2 separate regions of the Hordeum vulgare genome follow, and region 2 is linked to region 1. The links are chromatin contacts, called in public Hi-C maps. All regions are on one chromosome and are shown on one strand. Each heading gives the region's core, a stretch centred on a gene start, on an enhancer-like site or on the middle of the called end of the contact. The rest is flanking DNA. Distances are from core to core; before and after follow the strand shown.

Region 1 (4,604 bases), core at 1,537-4,036:
CGGGGCGGGCGGTCCGGTTGCTCATAATATATGCGCTTGGGGGATGCGGGCTTTGGGGCCTCGTCATCGAATTGTGGCAGCATTTGGCAACTTGGGTAACTTTTCTTCTGATCCGGCCATCCAGGGTCGTGTTCTTCTTTGGCGGCCAGTACCTTGGTCCACCTGTTGTTTATAGTGTCTTGTTCGTCCTGGAGATGAGGCTCCTTCGCCGTTAAGCTTCGAACGGTGGCTAGGAGTAGCTACCCAAATTCTTCTTGACCTTCAAGTTCATCAGGTACTGCAAAGTCTTCGTCCTCTAGGTAGTCGTCGACCGGGGGGGAGGGAAGTAATAATCGTGGGCCGACCTGTTGATGTCGTCGGGGTTGTCCTGCTCCTCGGGTTTGTCTGCATCCTCTAGCGGGTGTTCTGGGATTCTGAGGTTACCGTGGTCCTCTGGGGTTTTATTTTCCCTAGTGCCTTGTGCAGAGACTTTTCCCTTGTTTTCTTTAGCACGCTTACGCTGCTTTCGGCGCTTTGAATTCTCCTCCCCGGATTTGTCATCGTTTGTTGAGGGGGGAGGTCGCTGTTCTTACCGGGCGTGTCCACCATGTAGACGTCATAAGTTGAAGTTGCAGCCCATCACCTTGTATTTGTGGGAGTGGGCTCATCGGCCTCGTCATCCATGCCCTCAGGCTCCTCGGAGCCATAGTCTAATGCATCGGTTAAATCTTCGACGGTTGCTTCCAAGTGGGTGATGGGTGGGCCCTAAAAGTCCATGTATTCTGAGCCGTACTGCGAGCGGGTCGGCTGGTTGAGATGTGTAATGATTGGATCTGGCCGAGCATCTCGTTTAACGCTGAGAGCTCATCCTAGTACATCGCCAGATGGTTTTCGAAGTTAACCTCCAGGGACGTCGTGAGGGAGGCGTGTTCGGCCAAAGCCGTTTGCTGTGATCCAGTTGTCAGGGTCGGGTCCGATCTAGGGGCCGACTCTTCGAAAGAGAGGGGTCCGAGTACATGACCGGATACAAGACCTGAAGTTAAAGCTTTGGGATTTTTGATCTCATCGGCCGAAGCCGAGATTCTTGCAAGGACTAGAACGGTCTGCGGACGGGTTGGGAATTTGTTAGTCCCTGATCTCGTTTGCTAGTCGGGGACGAAACTTCCGATCTGACCAAGACGGTCGGTTGGGTGTGCGTGCAGCGTAATTCTGCTGAACGAGAGAACCTGTCCGGGGAGAAAGATGACTTCGTTGCTGATTCTGTCGCTGACGATTAAGCGAGCCATCAATCTTCTCGGCGATCCAACAGCGGAAGTCTCAATGAAAGCACCAATGTGGCTGTCAAAAGTGGCAGAACTTGGGTAGGGGGTCCTGATGTGTGGACCTTGGGTCGATGGGTAGTAGGAAGAAGGGGAGACAACGGTTTACCCAGGTTCGAGCCCTCCTATGGAGGTAATACCATACGTCCTCCTTGATTGTATTGATGAAGATGATTACAGAGTAGATCTACCTCAAGATCGTATATGCTAAACCCTGGATGATTCAGCCTCCTCTACACGGATAGCGGTCACCGGTTTATATAGACACCAGGGGCCCTGGGGTTTACAAGTTACCGACTATAATAGAGAATAGATGAGACGACCTAGTTTTTCTAAGCTTGAAGCACACGCCAATCTTCGGGATATTCTTTCAAGTGGAGAGGTCATCATAAGGCCCGGTCTTCTACAACACGGCACAATGGGCCCACTCGTCATTGACTAACCGCCCGCCTGAGGACCCCATATTCCCTAACTCCCTCACCCCCCCATTTTATTACTCCACCCCCTTTGCTTCGATCCTACGCTACCCAAGGCAACCCAGAAGACATCAGGCATAAGAGGACACACCATAGCACGCGGGAGGAGGCCATGCCATCCATATGCATGCTCTGGAGCATGCTACAATGCATTCTGGCACTTTAGTGGCGTTCTGCCCGTTTCCTAGCCACCTCGGGAGGCGTACGCATGCGTGTCGGCGCACCTCGACGTGTGCAAGATACCAACACATCGTCCCCTCCTTTCTCTCCCTCATGTGGCCTCCCTCGCACATGTGCCATGACCGCCTGACATCTCAAGTGAGTGCACTGACACACGGAAGCGTCTGCCGCCTCTGGATCCTCCCTCCATCTTCTCCTAGTCATAGACCACCCCCATGAACGCCTAGAGCCATCCGTTCCTCCTCCCGTGGCCACTAGAACCAACACCACGGGCGTCGGTGAGCTCCGCCTACGGTGGACCATGGCGAAGCTATTTAATTCGCTCCCGAACACCCTTCTGCACTCCTCTTGCTCTCAACCCTCCCTAATCGTGTTTCCCTTCCCCCAATTCCACCCATAACGCCCTTGAGCTCGAGCTCCACCACTTCGGCTCGCTGGAGAAAGGACAGTAGGGAGCTCCTCCGCCTATGTTCTCTACCGATCTGGAACCCCCATGCACGCTTGACATTGTTCCCCCTCTTTCCCGTGCGTTTTGCACTCGAAGAAGACAGTAATGGCCACCTCCTGAAGCCCTCTATCATGTCTATTCGCCGTTGTGATTCCCTACCCAGTGAGCGAACTCTGGCACCCCCCGAATGACAATTATCCCTTGAGGCTGTCGATGCACTCCGTTATCTCCCCCATGGCCCATAGCACCGGCGATGAGCACCTCGGCCTCCCTGTCACGAGGTTGGGGATGACAGGCGGGGCCCACCTGTCATCCACCTCTCTCTCTCTCCCTCAACCTATATGAGGCTGGCTCCTGGGGCCCGCCTATCATGTTTGAACATAGACGGTACGAGCGCCCCAGCTCGCCCAGGCCTGACTCGCCTCTGGCCGGCCCAGCCATGGTCGTTCTCGCCGAGCTGCCCTGCTCGCCTTTCCTTTTTCTGTATTTTAGTGTTTTTCCAAAATTTCCTCACACTAGAATATCTATCTAAGTTAGGTGATTCAAATTCTTAAATTCTTCTATAAACCTCACCCATTGAATGGTGCAATTCCCATTTCATTTGAGATAACTTTTATGTACTACCATAAATTAAATCTCTATTAGGGCATTTAAATCAATATTTTAAAATCCAAATTGTTATTTATGTCACTCCAACTCCAAAACCAACAAGTGTAATATTTTTAGTTTTTAACCTAGTAATTAACAAAAATAGGTTATCATTTTTATGAGTGTTCTATTTTTTCCTCGTTTTCCTATGGCCTTGTTTGTGCCCCGTTATTTTGCGACGTTAGATCACGTGGTTGATGAAGGAGTTGGAGCAAAAGCTTTTGAAGACTTCGAAAACTTCGCGGAGCCAGGCAAGCCACCCATTGACCATGTTGATGAAACCATTTTATGCATGTCATTATAGCACTTTATTACGTTGCATTGAAAAGCATGATGATGTGGTGACAACCTTGTTAGATTGGCCCTGATGCATTTTTCGTTGACACTTGCATTGTTCATCGCTCAATTTACCATTGAGAGTTATGTGGGAGGGAAGTAGATAGGATTCTAAGTAGTTCCTATGCAAGTCGGATGGGGATATGCACCCAGATGAAAACAAAAAAAAGTGTTTTCCGAATAACTTTCGAAAACCCCATTGAGTGCCACTAATGCCCGAGGGAGATGTTGAGCTAGGTAACCACTTGATAAAGAGGTGGTGTTTCGAGGCAAGTGTGTGTGTTGTTTTCAGAATGGGATTGGTTTAAGTTGTTACCGTTACTCCAACCTTACATGTACGACCACACTACCCCTTATAGGACGAGGCTTTGTTGATTACTTTGGTCGATGCTAGCAGAGAGCCCGCGTTACTAAATGCGGGTGTGGTGTGGTAACTCTCGATATGGGGTTGTGCCTAAATGGACGACTATGTCTGTTTTATACACACACCGAGCACACTAGTGTGTCCCCTCATGGACGATACGATGTGATGTACATCATGAGGGACGTGGACCAACGAGTGGACTAATTTTTTAGTGTTGTCAAGGGAAAGATAGTGTTTGGGTGCTTACCTCGAGTATGTGATATACCGCGAGTCGTTATTGACACTTAAGTTCACCGAGTCTTTTGGGTTGATTGTGCAACCTGTGTAGAGTATCACTCAATTCGAATAGCTGAGTCGACAGTCAAGGTTAATTGGATAACTGCTCTTGGGCTACGTCCATTGTTTTTACAAAACTTTGGTGTGAAAAGGAGATCCTTGAACTAAGTCGGATGACTTGATGAGATGATTACATTGAGTTTTTCAAACTCTGTTTATATTTATATTTGTAACCTCATGATGCATGATTTACAAAATGATAGGACATGATATTGCATTCAAAACTAGCTTTCCACAGAATTACCTACTTAGTGCTATACCATGCATTGTTTACTTTGCTCCAAACATGGGTTGCTTCTGAGTACACTCAAAACTAGTCATTGGCTTGTCCCTCACTATTTCCTTGGCCAAGCATGGAAGAACAGGAATATGATGAAGAGTACCTTGGTGAAAAACATGCGAACTAGGATGCTATCCCAGTCAGAATGCTTGTAGGGTTAAGGTAGATAACATGGGTCCATGCTATCATTGAAGATTTCCACTCTGTGTTTATTTGGTGTTGACCTTCATGGCCATAT
Region 2 (4,746 bases), core at 2,084-4,583, 280 kb after region 1:
TTTCCTATGTAATATCCTATTGAACTGCATGAGTCATACACCAATTTTGGAGGACTTTATTAAACCGTTAAATAAGTTGAATGGTTGATATAACATTATCAGATAACTTTTCATCTACGAGAAGTGTGTTCTGATAGAAGTGGGTGTGGAAGTTCCTGCTACATGTATTTTTTATAACCTTGTCGCAAGTCTTTCTAAATTATTCATATTTATGAGAAGGGATTAAAGTGCCATTATTCAGAAGCAACTAAAACTACGATCTAAATTCAATAAAAAATGGAGAATGTGGCAATTATCAGAAGAAAGAAAATGTAGACCACAACAAAGCAAAGTGAAATGCAGCGACCATGAAGTGGGGAGGCGGTCAAGGAGTGTGGGATGGCGAACCTAGACTCTGGAGTAGGAAAACTATGTTAAAATCTTTATTGCACGTATGTGGAGTTCAAGATCAAATCAAATATGACCTAGAGTAATGTTAGAGCAAAGTGATGAAGCAACATAAATAGAGTAAAGGGAAGAGAAGGAACATGTAAATGGCAATGACTCATTTCCTTCTGGGTGGGGTTGAGTAAAGATATTTACCCGATATGTGGTGCTCGATGAAAAATGATAGCATGAGCAAGATGTCATCATTTTATGGTGCTATGGTCATAAATAACACATCGATCATGCTTGGCACGTGCATTTGTATAGTTCAATAATTATTCCATTGATCTTTGTATACATTTTTGTTGTTCCATAGTGATTTCCTTTGTAATTCAAGTCCGGACAGATTTTGTTGTGCATATAATCTCGTTTTGTTACGTCCCTAACATTATTAATTTTATTTCTCTGCCAACAACAACCAACTAATATGGGAATTTCCACGTCTTGAGTAATTCTCGGTTAGTTAGATCTGACTGCTGCATGTGCTTCATGGGATGCCACAAATCCAGTGCAAGCAGCGTCGCGATGACCGAGTTCAGTTGGACATGGGATGGTTCATCCCATATACATACTCTCTAGCTAATTTCCCTTTTTTTCAGTAGTATATTCAACGGCAATGAATAACCATACAAATAACAGAAAAAAAACTAGAAAAGGGCTGCAACATTTTTACACAATGCAAATCATTTGCCTGTGCATGCGTGTGTGCGTGTGCATGTGCTCGTTCTTTCGTGCCCAAATACTTGTGTAGTGTTGTGAGAGAGATCCTACAACTTCAGTTTTGCCATGCAGTTATTTGAGTTGTATACATCTCTTGCGTCTTTTAGGTACATCATGTCATGTTCAGAGGGAGCAAGCACCACATTGCGACATTTTATTGCTTTGGTGTGCTCCCATGCACCAAGCCATTGTCCCATGCTCCAAACTGTAGGTAGTGACTATGATACGGAATTGTATTTGTTCATAATTTAAATGTTTGACCCAAGGCAGGAGCGAAGAATACTAGTTTTCCTGGAAGAAGGTATTTAAGAGACTATATAATTTTATCTTTTGAAGGAAAGAGTATATAATAAGAGTAAGGCACGTATCTGTGTGACAGGGAAGCTCTTAACAATGGTTAGCGTATGGTTGCCAAGTTGTTTCTCTGGTTCATCTCAAATTGAGCGTCTTGATACTTAATATGAAAATTTGGTTATTAAAATTGTCTTCCGCAAGTCACACTTTTTTGTATGACTTTAGTTCAAGTTCTTCATGCTAGAAAAAAAAGAAACTGACTTATTTAATCTCACAGATATGTCTTCGTTATCAATTTTGAAGAGTCATTCTTCGAGTCGCACAAAATGTTGACAAATGAATCATTTACATTCAATTGTAATTTCAATGCCATGTCATAAAATTTCAATTCACCAGTTTAGTCCCCTCCATAAGGTAGTTCTCTTTCTATGACCTGAAATCACAAAATCTATTGCATGTGATTTAGTCTTCTCCAACATAGCAAATTAGAAATCGTAAATAATTGCCTGTGGTGGTGAAGTTATGTGTTGCTATAAAATCTTTCTCTGTCAGCATCAAGGGGGCGATAAGGTCATCCACTTTGTCCATTCATTCAATTCTTTTTTTACTTTTGCAAATATTGCATCAAAGGTGGGAAGTGAACCATGCATTAATACATCAATCTAATATTAGTTATAACTGGCTGACCATGTAGGATGTACCACTTTGATATATTACACTCCATATTACCTTACATTTCTAGCGTGGAATTTTTATTCCTCTCATCTGTGTGTTACACTCCAAAGTTAGGTAAGAAGCACACCCATGATATGAAAAGAGGAACATAGTTGATCTCCATTAGATCTTTTTCAATTACTCATAAAAACAAATATATTTAAAAAGAATGTTATTTGCATTGGGTGCGTAGATCTGAAGTGTTTTGCACTAAAACCCTGTAGCTAGCCTTTTTTATGTGATATTCACTTCAACAAGAAAAACAAAAAGCTAGAGCGGAAGTAAACCTTCTGAACTGAAATCACATATTGCCATGCTCAATGCATATTTCTGAAGTAGAATAGTTTTTTGTGTCCATGTACTCTTTTTATTTCGTGGCAACGCACGGGTACTTAGCTAGTAGTAGTAGAATGTACCAGTATGTATGATCATGTAGTATGTGATGAACTATGAATGATCAGTGTGGTTACGATTTCTTCCGCGAAAGTTTTTTTTTCTTTAGATTATACAGTTTCATGTATGAGGTTTATCCTGCAGCCCACGATTTTACCCTGCAAAATCCATCTTCGTCGAACTGTAAACACCTTATGCGGATCGAAAAAATATAGGATTTGCTAGAAATGCTCTAAACAATGACCGTGAAATTTGAGGACCCGCATGTTCTGAAATACACACCCCTTCACTGAATTTTTTTAGTCATGACAACGATGCCCACGCACTGGTCTTGTCGTGGCTTAGCGGACCATCTAGCTCAGCTTGGAAATGAGATGATCAGATCGAATGATGAGGAACTGTGCTTGATTCGATCCAAAGAATTGCGGACAGATCCTGCAGTTGCGGAGGCCCATGCTGCTCCGGACTTGCCCGAGTTGTCTTCACTCCCGGGCTCCACCCAAGTTCGTCCATCCGAACCTTCCTTCTCCTGCGCCGCACCAGCCTGCTGCGGGCATAGGCGTCATGAGATCCCGATCCGAGCTGGGCTACACGTCATCACCAGGTGGACGCTCCACACGGGTCACCAGGCGAGCAAGCCAGCGGGAGTGCTAGCCCAGTCCAGCACGGCTTCCTGCCGTCCGAGCTGTATCACGTCGGCTACGCCCACACGCGTCGTGCCCCCACAAACCATGCTGCGTGTCTCTGACCAGACAGGGCCCGCGAGTCCACACACCCCACGCGTCATTGTCCAGAAGACGCTCTTGTTTCTTTCTCGTCGTCTCCATCGATCTCCTCCGCCTTCCTTTGGCCCCTTGCGTCTCGCGTCGGCCTCTTAACGGCCGCTCGGCCTCACGCCAGCGCCTGGCTGTACCTTTCGCTCGCCTCCGCCTCCATGCAGCACCGCTCGCCGGCGGCGGCCACGGCCTCCGGAGCTGCCTCCACTGCGGCCGCCATGGCGCCAGGCGTCAGCGGCGTCGAGCCTGCGGTGACGCTCGACCAGGTGCCGCGCTGGAGCGACCCCGACCAGCGCCTGTACACGCCGTCCTCCTCGCCCGCCGCCGCTGATGCCGCGGACGGGGGATCCGAGCCCGCAGCGTCCGCCTTCCTCTCCTTCTCCGACCCGCTAACCGGCGACGACGGCGGCGCCGCCGGTGGTGGCCGCGCGGGTGCCTCGCGCTTCCCCGTGGACCACGAGATCAACTCCAGGATCTACCTCTGGCGGGGACACCCCTGGAACATGGAGGTCGATGCCGTCGTCAACTCCACCAACGAGGTTGCGATTCTCTTCTTATGTCTCACTGGACATTGGAGATTGGAGAATGTTGGAACTGCGGTGCTAAACTCGTGATTCTTCGGTTCGTGCAGAGCTTGGACGAGGCGCACAGTAGTCCTGGGCTGCACTCTGCAGCAGGTTCAGGGCTCGCCGAGGAGTGCGCCACCTTGGTACGACTTTGGATGTCAGGACTGGACAGTACAATTTCAGGGTGGAATTTGTTCAATCACTGGGGATTGTGAAGTGACATCTTTTTATTGCTTTACGTTTTGTAGGGAGGGTGCCGAACTGGGATGGCAAAGATGACCAATGCATACGATCTTCCTGCGAGGTATTAGTAGGCATTCTTAGTGCTTCCGTTTCAGTTTTTCACGTGGAAAATGAATGTATTTCCTTTTTTAGTAGAAAATGGAACATATGTCCTGTGCACGGATCTGGAAATACTGTTGAAGCATGAAGTTACAGCATCAGTGTCAGGGGCGGGCCCAGGAATTAACGACTGTGTATTCAAATTTTGAAAACTTTTTTTCAAACTCTATGGCCTTCCTTTTAGACATATAACTAATTATAGAAGCATATTGTACTGGTACTAAACTATATTATATAAAAGATAGCACATAATATATTATATTAATTAAAATTGACCATAAATTGATATTGTTCAGGGTACGGATGCAAAACATTGTTCTACCTATGATGACAAAAATCTAAGGTATATAGAGGAACGAAAATAGGAAATGATAAGAAAACCTTACATATTGTTCGTTGTAACAAAGTCAGAATTTATAAACGTACTTGCATTTATAAACGTTCTCACATTAAGAACTGAAAAAATGCAAATTCTCATGTCTAAACAATTCATAATTGAGTGCAAACAATTTTCT

The links. A called contact is a pair of places that touch in the nucleus more often than the background predicts.
Region 2: a contact with region 1 is called in a Hi-C map of seedling, with 2.2 times the contacts expected there. The contact joins the promoter of LOC123429845 here to the enhancer-like site in region 1. A contact is called at or near these places in 1 of 6 Hi-C or Micro-C datasets (seedling) and 1 of 1 datasets of contacts at active chromatin or transcription factors (embryo).

The regions. Positions count from the first base shown.
Region 1 is chr1H:245,564,880-245,569,483 of MorexV3_pseudomolecules_assembly, forward strand. No RefSeq gene overlaps it. Among protein-coding and RNA genes, the nearest start is that of LOC123429845, 280 kb to the right of the region's middle. Within about 2 kb of position 2,787, at least 3 of the 3 cell types and tissues checked have open chromatin away from gene starts, as enhancers often do. A contact at or near this core is called in seedling, where this site is marked.
Region 2 is chr1H:245,843,526-245,848,271 of MorexV3_pseudomolecules_assembly, forward strand. LOC123429845 (protein GDAP2 homolog) reads left to right here and starts at 3,334. Exons shown (of 13, transcript XM_045113845.1): 1 at 3,334-3,862; 2 at 3,955-4,032; 3 at 4,138-4,193. The coding sequence starts at 3,482.